Linked DNA regions of Mus musculus: all the other regions are linked to region 3. Evidence: chromatin contacts called from public HiChIP or PLAC-seq and Micro-C data. All regions are on one chromosome and are shown on one strand. The core of a region is the stretch at or near the end of the contact, and the rest is flanking DNA. Distances in the headings are between cores, read along the strand shown.

Region 1 (2,700 bases), core at 121-2,620, 330 kb after region 3:
GATGGTTATGTGCTTGAGAGCCGTACATCACTGCTAAAATTTTCTGATCCCCACATTCAGCTACACCCATGTTTTAAGAAGCTAAAGGCCTGATGTGGTGGTTTGAAGAGACGGGTTTGAAGATCTTATATTTGAACGTGTAGACATCAAGGAGTGGCACTATTTGAAAGGATTAGGAGGTGTGGCCTAATTGAAGGAAGTGTGTCACTGGAGATGGGCCTAGTTGCTCTGTCTTCCTGCTGCCTGTGGATCCACACGTGAAGTTCATAGCTTCATTTCCAGCACCATGAATACCTGTGTGCTGTCATGCTTCTACCATGATAATGGATGAAACCTCTGAACTGTAATTTCAGTTAAGTGTGTGTGTGTGTGTGTGCATGTGTGTATACATGTGCATATATGAATGCCCATGGCCATCCTGTCTTTTCACAGCAATAGAGCACTAAGAAAGAAGACCATAATATTGAGGTTTTACCTTCAATGTAATTTTTCATGCCTACTTCTCACTGAATCACTATAAAGAAGCCAAAGAAAAATCTTCCTGAGCAGTGCCTGCCTTAATTTTCTTACTGTAAGAATCACACACCTACTCAGCCCATCTGTCATTATAGCAATGTTAAAAAGTGACATTCTTAAGGTGTAACAATGAAGATTTAAGTGAGGCCCATGTTTCCAAGTGAAGCCCTAATGTTTGATTCAGATCCAGTGATTTGAATCAAAATATTTCCATGGGAACCTGCAGCCAGCCTGAAATACTTACTCCCAAATTGAATAAATCTTTTTTTTAATAAGTTCTGGGTTTTGTTTGTTTATTTTTTATTTGCTCTCTAAACCAATACAATGAACTGAAAGACAGTTTTAAAAACAATACTGACACATGCAGATAAAAGCTGTCCTTTCTAAACAGTATTTAAACAATAAAATTAAATTTCTTTGAGCATCAATTCCCTGAGCTGTAGACAGTGTCTAGTACAATGGAGAACAAATGGATGAGTGAATGAATGAAAAAAAAACTTTGTTTAAATGAAAGATTTATAAGATCTGAAGAGAAAGCAGACTATGAAAGACTTTCAAAACTTGTGTTCAGTGGCCAGTGATGAACTGATCAATAAGAAAGAGCCAGAAATGGTAACACATGAAGCTGGGAAACTCACAAAGTCTATCTTAAGATAGCATTAAGAAGAATACTGAAGGAAGAAGTCAGCCTATTGGGTCAGAAGATCAGGGTCACCAGAATTGTTATCATAGACTACCACAAACTGATTCAACTAATTTTCCGCTGAGCAATGCATTCCAGGGCTTTTGAAAGTCCCCACACTTCACAGCATGCTTCCCCAGCAGGAAGGGCCCCTTAAACATAATTTGATTCAGTCCATGTGTTTAGAAGAAAAAGGCAAAGACCCAAAGCAGTGGTGTAGCATGCCCGAGGTCACACAGTTATGTAGCCACCCACTCAATGTTCCTTCCAGGGCACCATGGTACCATGCTAAGAGTTCGTGGAAGGGATGGAAAGCCAGGATAGTGAAAAGCAGGATTCTAGACACAGAAGAGCTACTTAAGAAAGGATGGGCTCTAAGGATTCAGAGTGAGTGGGGAAAAACAGGAAAGAATGTAAAACATTGATGTAAAGGAGCCTCAAGACTCCCCGCAGAGCAAGAGGGACACAAGAACTTGGTTGATAAACATATGGAGAAGGAACATGGCTATAAATCCAGTTGGGACACTTCCTTTTCAAAGGATCTGTCCCAAACACAGCAATGTCACAGGAATGCAGGCTGCTTTGCTGTTGGCTGGAAGAAAGAGAAAGTGGCTTGAGCCACGCCTCATAGCAAGCATTTCCGAGTGAGATTCCATCATCCCAAGCGGTGCCAGAACCACCAAACCACCAAGGACCATGGGGAAATGACTGGCTACTCTGATCCAAGCAGAACCAAAGGATTGAGATGTTCCAGGAGTTGCTTTTAAAGAAAGTTTTCCCCTGCCCTACTGAGAAGAGAAAACCCATGAAGAAGGGAGAAATGGAGCTGTGTTACAATTCATCAGTAAAGCAGGAGAGCGAGAAAGGCAGGAACAAGGCGGCTTATATACTTTCCATAGCATGAAAACCTGTGGGCCTGGAAGGGAATGCAATGAGAACTTTTGACATAGACAGCCAAGATTTGGCTGCTGGACTGTTGGAATAGCTGCAGACACAGGGAAGAGTGAAACATGCAGCCTCCTAAGGGCTGGCATAAGAACATAGCCCGGACAAGAAGACAGGCAGCCAAAAGCCTAATTGCCTTAAAGTTCAGGTCGAGCCTGGAGACCCAGTGCTAGAACTTTGCCCAAATGAGGGAAATGGGGCTTCTGTCTAATGAACTCAATCAGGCAGATGGACCCTCTCACTTTCTACACTGTGTTCAGACTGTCGGAGATCAAGATAAACCACGGTCGCTCTGAAACAGTCCTTTCTCCTTTGCTCTGCCTGTCAATGGCCTCATAACCTTCAGACCTTTTTGAATGTTCTGTAGGAGCAAGCCGAGAATGATTGGACAACCAGTTGTTTTGTTCTGTTTTGTTTTTTGTTTTTAATGCATGTAGTGACTTCTTGAGGATTCTAATTAGGAGATGATAAACATGTAGGACCTTAGATCAAGTGTGTGAAGCATCAAGCCGCCTTCCATCACTACACTCTGCACACACACAAAGCAACAACTAAGG
Region 2 (2,700 bases), core at 63-2,562, 290 kb after region 3:
TGGTTGTGACTTTCTACTGATCTCCTGCTCCTGTGGTTCTGGGACTGTGACAACAGAATCTGTCATTTCTTAGATATCCTGCATGTTCCATGCACAGAGCACGGCACCCGGGGAGAGGAGATGATTTGAACACAGATGGAATGTTCCCACTCCAATTGGTGGCAATTTTGCTTTGGATGAGCTGTTGATAACAGAGCCTAGTGGGAAAAGAACCAGCAGATAGAGACAGTGGTCAAACCAACACTTGGCTCCTTGATGAAGAGAAAAGGCAAGAGGTCTCCCAAATCTTAAAGTATTGGGAGTTCAACCTCTCTTCCCACCCCTTCCCTTGGAAGGAGTGGGGATGGCAGGTCATGGTGGAGGTTCTGAAGATGCTAATTTAAAAGTCACATAGAGCTTGTGGTCATTTGCCCAGGAAATGATCTCCGCAGGCTCAAGAATTCGAGCATTTACTGCCCAGTTGGTGGCACTGCTTGGGGAGGTTATAGAACCTTTGGAGGTGGCACTGACTTGAGGAAGATCACTGGAGGAGATGGGGTGCTTTAAGAGTTTTATAGCTTTGCCCAAGTTCTGCTTCATTCTCTACTTTGGGTTTGGTCTTTGCAGGAGTGATCTCTGGACTTGCTGCTCCCGTTGTCAGCTTCCATGCCTCCCCCACCATTATGGACTCCCCCTCTGAAACTGTAGTCAAAATAAACTCTATCTTTCATAAGTCCCTTTTGGTCGTGGTGTTTTATTACAGCAACATCAACAACAGGCCTCACACACAAATTACACGCAAATGACTGCATGTCTAGACATGGTTGCTGTCCCAAATATATCTATATCTAAACACACACACACAGAGACAGACACACATACACACACAAACACACACATACCATACACACAACCACACACACACACACATATATATATATGGGTATATCTCCAACTGTTTTTTGAATCTAAAATCTAAAGCACTTTTAGTTTCATTTGCTGTAAACAAACAAACAAACAAAACAAAAAACAAAAACAAAAACAAAAACCAGATTCTTGGCCTCTAGTTCGAGCATGCTGTTCATAGATCCAAAGGCCCAGGAAATACTCCAAAGATCTCTTGGGAAGAAATCAGCAAATGGTACAGTTCCATGAAATAAACCCACAGTTAAATAGTCTTGACCTTGAAGTAGATAAAGATCAAGCCTCGAAAACACAGTGTTTGAGCTTGAACCGAGGCATCGGCACTTTGTTCTTAGCAGGCCAGGACCAAGTGTGTCTGTAGGATGCTAAGAGGATTGAAAACACTTGGATGAGTGAGGTCATTTGTGAGAGATTGTGTGGGGCTGGAAATTCCGCCAAGGTGCTCACCACAATGTTTGTAGAAAGCCACACCCTTTACCATTGGGTTGACGACTTCCACAATTCTAAAGGTTAACGATTTTGTGGATCCAGGCCTCGCCAATACTGTACCTCTCAAAAGCTTCATTTATCTTTCATCTGGGGGATTTACCAGTGACTTTTACCTGCACGTATTCTGTTGGCAGGAGTAAGACAATGAAGTACAAGGTTTTGCATATCCTTAACTCACAAAGCCAATAAGGATGCATTTGCTGTGGAGGAGCAGACAGAATTCTGGGGAATGTAGTCACAAAGAAAAACCCACAGTAAGTGCTGCTTGCTCACAGAGGGAAGGCAGTTCAGGTGACATTTCGTGGTGTATTCCACGGTCTGTTTGGACACCTGAAGCTTTAATTGAGGTTGGTCTCTTGCTTCAGGGAACCCCATTTCCTGAACACACTGGAGGCTACACACTCAGTACAGTTAAGTGATGCTGATAAAGAGCTGAAGCAGATGTTTGGGGAGGGAGGGGAGAAGCATGGTGTGGTCAGTTATCAGAGCAGGTGAGGCTTGTGGTGCTCTGTGGGAGCACTGAAGAGTTCTCTATTATGAAAGGTGAGGGGAGAGAAGAAGCAGACCCTGTTTCTCAATACTGACAACTCCTTGCTCTCAAAGGAACAAATCCATCTTTCTGCCTCTTGGCAGCACAGCACTCACATAGATGGATTGGGGGAGCTTTTCCCCCTTCTTCTTTTTTCACTATTCCCAAAGAAAGGCATTCAAGCCTTTCTTAACCTTACATTCCAACCTCTCGTGGTGCCTATACTCAGGAAATACTTCTTCAGGTTTAACTAAATCCCTCTCTGCAATGTGAGACCATTGCTATCCTCCAAGGACTCACAGAACAGCTGCCTGGCACCTGGCCAGTCACACCATTCCACGTTTCCATTGTTCAGGGGAGGAACAGCTCGAGGCTTTTGCTGATTGGCTCTCACCACCCAGCAGGAACTCAGGCCAGAACACCAGGCTGTGCTGAGGCTGCTTTGCTGGGACATGAAGTACTAGTCTCCCAGGACACCATTCTCCCAGGCTCAGAAATCAGCACACGTGACTTAACACTTCCTGAGAGTGACATGCTCTGTGAGGGGGTTTGAAAGGTGGCTGGGAATGTCTCTATAGTGCCTCACCTAGCAAGTTTAATAGGTGTTATATCTATTGTGTGTGGAGAAAGAAAAAAAAAAAGCAAAAAACATTTCAGGTAGCCCAGGCTGGCTCAAAGTTGCTATGTTGCCAAGGAAGGTCCTGAATACTTCCTTCTCCTGCATCTGCCTTGAAAGTACTGGTGCTCTTAGGCATGTGTCACTATGGTAAGCTTTATAG
Region 3 (2,740 bases), core at 32-2,531:
ACAAGCACAGTGGACAGGGTAGAGAAATCACTATTGGGTGAGGTCTGAGGAAATACAGATTTCTGACCCTCAGACATTGGAGGAGACGGCAGTTATAAGAAGGATAGAGGGAACGAAATCACAGAGTGAAGGTGAGGCTTTGTGTATATTCAGAAAAGGCATCTGTTGGCTGTGTTAAATGGGAGCTTGTGGTATTGAGGGAAGAGGAAGTAAAGTGAGTGAAATAGCCTGGGTTCGGATTCTAGAGGAACTTGGACAATAGGTTTAAAAGTTACGTCTTGGGGCTGGGGCGAAGGCTCAGTGGTTAGGAGCACTTTCTCTATTGCAGAGAACCAGAGTTCAGTTCTCAGTACCCACATAGTGACCCATAACCATCTATAAGGTCAATTCTAGAGGATCCAATGCCTTCTTCTGGTCTCTTTGGGTACCAGGCATGCACATGGAACACATACATACAAACAGGCAAACATTTACACATATAAACATTTTTAAGAATTAAAAGAAAGTGAGATGTCACACTAGGCAGATAGCTCAGATGATAAAATTCTTGCTGTGTATGTATGACAAACTGGGACCAATCCTCAGCACCTCTGTAAAATAATTCTGAGTGCAGCAGTGTGTGCCTGTAACTCCCGTCCTTGGAAGGTGGAGACTGGAGAATCTCTGAGGCTCACTGGCTAGTCAGTCTAGCTGACTTGGTGAGCTCCAACTTCAATGAAAGACCCCGTCAAAACAAAACAAAACAAAACAAAACAAAACAAAACAAAACAAAACAAACAAAAAAACCAAGGAGAGATCAATCAGGAAGGGCACCCGATGTTGGCCTCTACTCCCACACAAATATATGCACAGGCTTGCACATGTACGTGTGTGCAGCACACACAAAATTCAGAACTTCTCTGTAGATGCTGGGCTCATTGATGGTGGGCAAGGGAATGACTTGACCTATAGTTTGGGAAGGAGCATCACAACATTCAGTCAGAACTTGGCAGCAGTGTGCCAGAGAGAGACAAGCTGAGAAAGATGGGTCTTCACCTCGTGTTCTCAAGGCATGACTGATCTGTCACAAGCCTGACTATTGTAGGTATGGCACTAGCTGAGGGCTTTCTGAGGGCATTTATTTAATGGCATGCCAGTGGCATTTACTCATAAACCAAAAAGCCATTGGGCCAGAAATAGGGGTTTTGGTTACTTCCCCAGACAGGATGCAGTTTGGGCGATTATACACATGATTCATCGAGGTTGGGAAACATATCCTGCACAAACACACGCCCCTCCCCTCCAAGCAGAGTGACTCACGGCTTCTCCAGTTTGGTCTATGGAAGACTTGGAAGTCCAGGCAGAGTCTGAGATATGAGGTTCAGTCATAAATCTGTAACATTCGTAATTACAAGAGAAACATTCCTCCCCATTCTCTCAATTATCGGGCAGGAGGCATTTATTGAATTCTTACTCTTTTCACACAGAAATTGTGATGTTGTGAAACATAGTTCCTATCATAAAACACTTCCAAGTTTAGTTAGGAAAGTGGACCTAATGATGACCGCAAAGAGCGCGTCCCACAAGCATTCCAGAGAACTCTAAGCTACACTAATGGGCTAGAGTGGGGGGGGGGGATGCAGCAGCTATAGTTATAGAAGGGCTATGAGACCGAGTCTTAACAAAGACCATTCTTTATTTGACAGCCCAGCAAGTCAAAATCTAGTGGTTTCTATGGCCTGAACGTGGTTCTAGGAATGAAGATTCATATTTTGGTTGAATGTCCATTCTAACTAGAGGACTCTGTTGAAGTTAAGCCCCGGTTCTCCCTCCTAGTCCTGTGTCCCCAAAAATAAGACTCAGATCCAAAATATACTTACAAATATATTTGCCATATAGCTAGGCTATTCTCTGACTAGATATTGCTTAAAATATTCCATTTTGTCTAGCCTACGTTCTGCCACATGGCTGGTTACCTGTGCTCAGGTACCACGTGTCTGTCTTGACATATCTTCCTAGTGAATCTCTCCTAGAATTTTTTCTTCTCCCAGATGTCTCTTCTTATATTTTCTGCCTAAGCAATAGGCCATAGGCTTTTTCCTTGACCGATGATGCATTCATACAATACACAAGATATTCTCTCTACAGGACTCAATAAATACTGTAAGAACCAACTAAACAGACTCATCTCAGGGAGTTTCCATTCAGGGAGTGGAGAAAGAAGCATCAGGTATGGGATACCCAATATGATAAGAGAGCCTCTTTTTACTCCTTGGCACTCCGTGTTTGTAGGGGGTATGTGCATATGCCATGGCATACCTGTGAAAACCAGAGGACAACTTGAGGAGTTGGTCCTCACTCTCCACTATGAGTCCTAGGGATCGAACACACACCATCAGGTTTGACAGCAGATGTCTTACCCACTGAGCCAGCTTACTGGCCAACCAAGTTTATTCATAAGCCTGACATATTTTGGGCCAATTTCCCTGCCTTTCTATAACTTGAGTGAATGACAGATGCAAGAGGGATATCATGTGCATACCCGTGTATATGCATGCATAGGCATGCATATGAATGTGTGTGTTTGTGTGCATATTTTTTGTATGTGTGGCACTGGGTGTCAAACCCTAGATATATGCACACTAAGTAAGCTTTGTACCACCTGTCTAGCCCTTGATTTACTTTATGTGTTACATGTATCATGCTAGCCTGGAATATATGATTCTCTTATCTCTGCCTCCTGATTGCTATGAGTACAGGC

The links. Hi-C and Micro-C count contacts between places; a contact is called where the count stands out from the background. HiChIP or PLAC-seq counts read pairs in DNA pulled down with a chosen protein or histone mark.
Region 1: a contact with region 3 is called in a Micro-C map of the HL-1 cell line, with 6 times the contacts expected there. The contact joins two enhancer-like sites. A contact is called at or near these places in 19 of 484 Hi-C or Micro-C datasets (3T3-L1-derived adipocytes, the C2C12 cell line, the F1.1 cell line and 13 more), 10 of 115 datasets of contacts at active chromatin or transcription factors (the NIH/3T3 cell line, astrocytes, craniofacial prominence and 6 more) and 1 of 9 other capture datasets (embryonic stem cells).
Region 2: a contact with region 3 is called in an HNF4G HiChIP or PLAC-seq map of pancreatic cancer cells. The contact joins two enhancer-like sites. A contact is called at or near these places in 1 of 484 Hi-C or Micro-C datasets (cerebellum), 2 of 115 datasets of contacts at active chromatin or transcription factors (heart atrium and pancreatic cancer cells) and 1 of 9 other capture datasets (embryonic stem cells).

The regions. Positions count from the first base shown.
Region 1 is chr9:41,807,666-41,810,365 of GRCm38.p6, forward strand. All of the region lies in intron 1 of Gm35940 (a long non-coding RNA gene), which reads left to right. Among named protein-coding and RNA genes, the nearest start is that of Gm35940, 3.4 kb to the left of the region's middle. Within about 2 kb of position 1,371, at least 60 of the 459 cell types and tissues checked have an H3K27ac peak or open chromatin away from gene starts, as enhancers often do. A contact at or near this core is called in the HL-1 cell line, the NIH/3T3 cell line, adipose-derived mesenchymal stem cells and 6 more, where this site is marked.
Region 2 is chr9:41,764,434-41,767,133 of GRCm38.p6, forward strand. Gm46143 (a long non-coding RNA gene) reads left to right here. Exons shown (of 2, transcript XR_001779341.1): 2 at 1-712. Among named protein-coding and RNA genes, the nearest start is that of Gm46143, 5.5 kb to the left of the region's middle. Within about 2 kb of position 1,313, at least 95 of the 459 cell types and tissues checked have an H3K27ac peak or open chromatin away from gene starts, as enhancers often do. A contact at or near this core is called in pancreatic cancer cells, where this site is marked.
Region 3 is chr9:41,479,005-41,481,744 of GRCm38.p6, forward strand. All of the region lies in intron 3 of Mir100hg (Mir100 Mirlet7a-2 Mir125b-1 cluster host gene), which reads left to right. Among named protein-coding and RNA genes, the nearest start is that of Mir100, 51 kb to the right of the region's middle. Within about 2 kb of position 1,282, at least 83 of the 459 cell types and tissues checked have an H3K27ac peak or open chromatin away from gene starts, as enhancers often do. A contact at or near this core is called in the HL-1 cell line, the NIH/3T3 cell line, adipose-derived mesenchymal stem cells and 6 more, where this site is marked.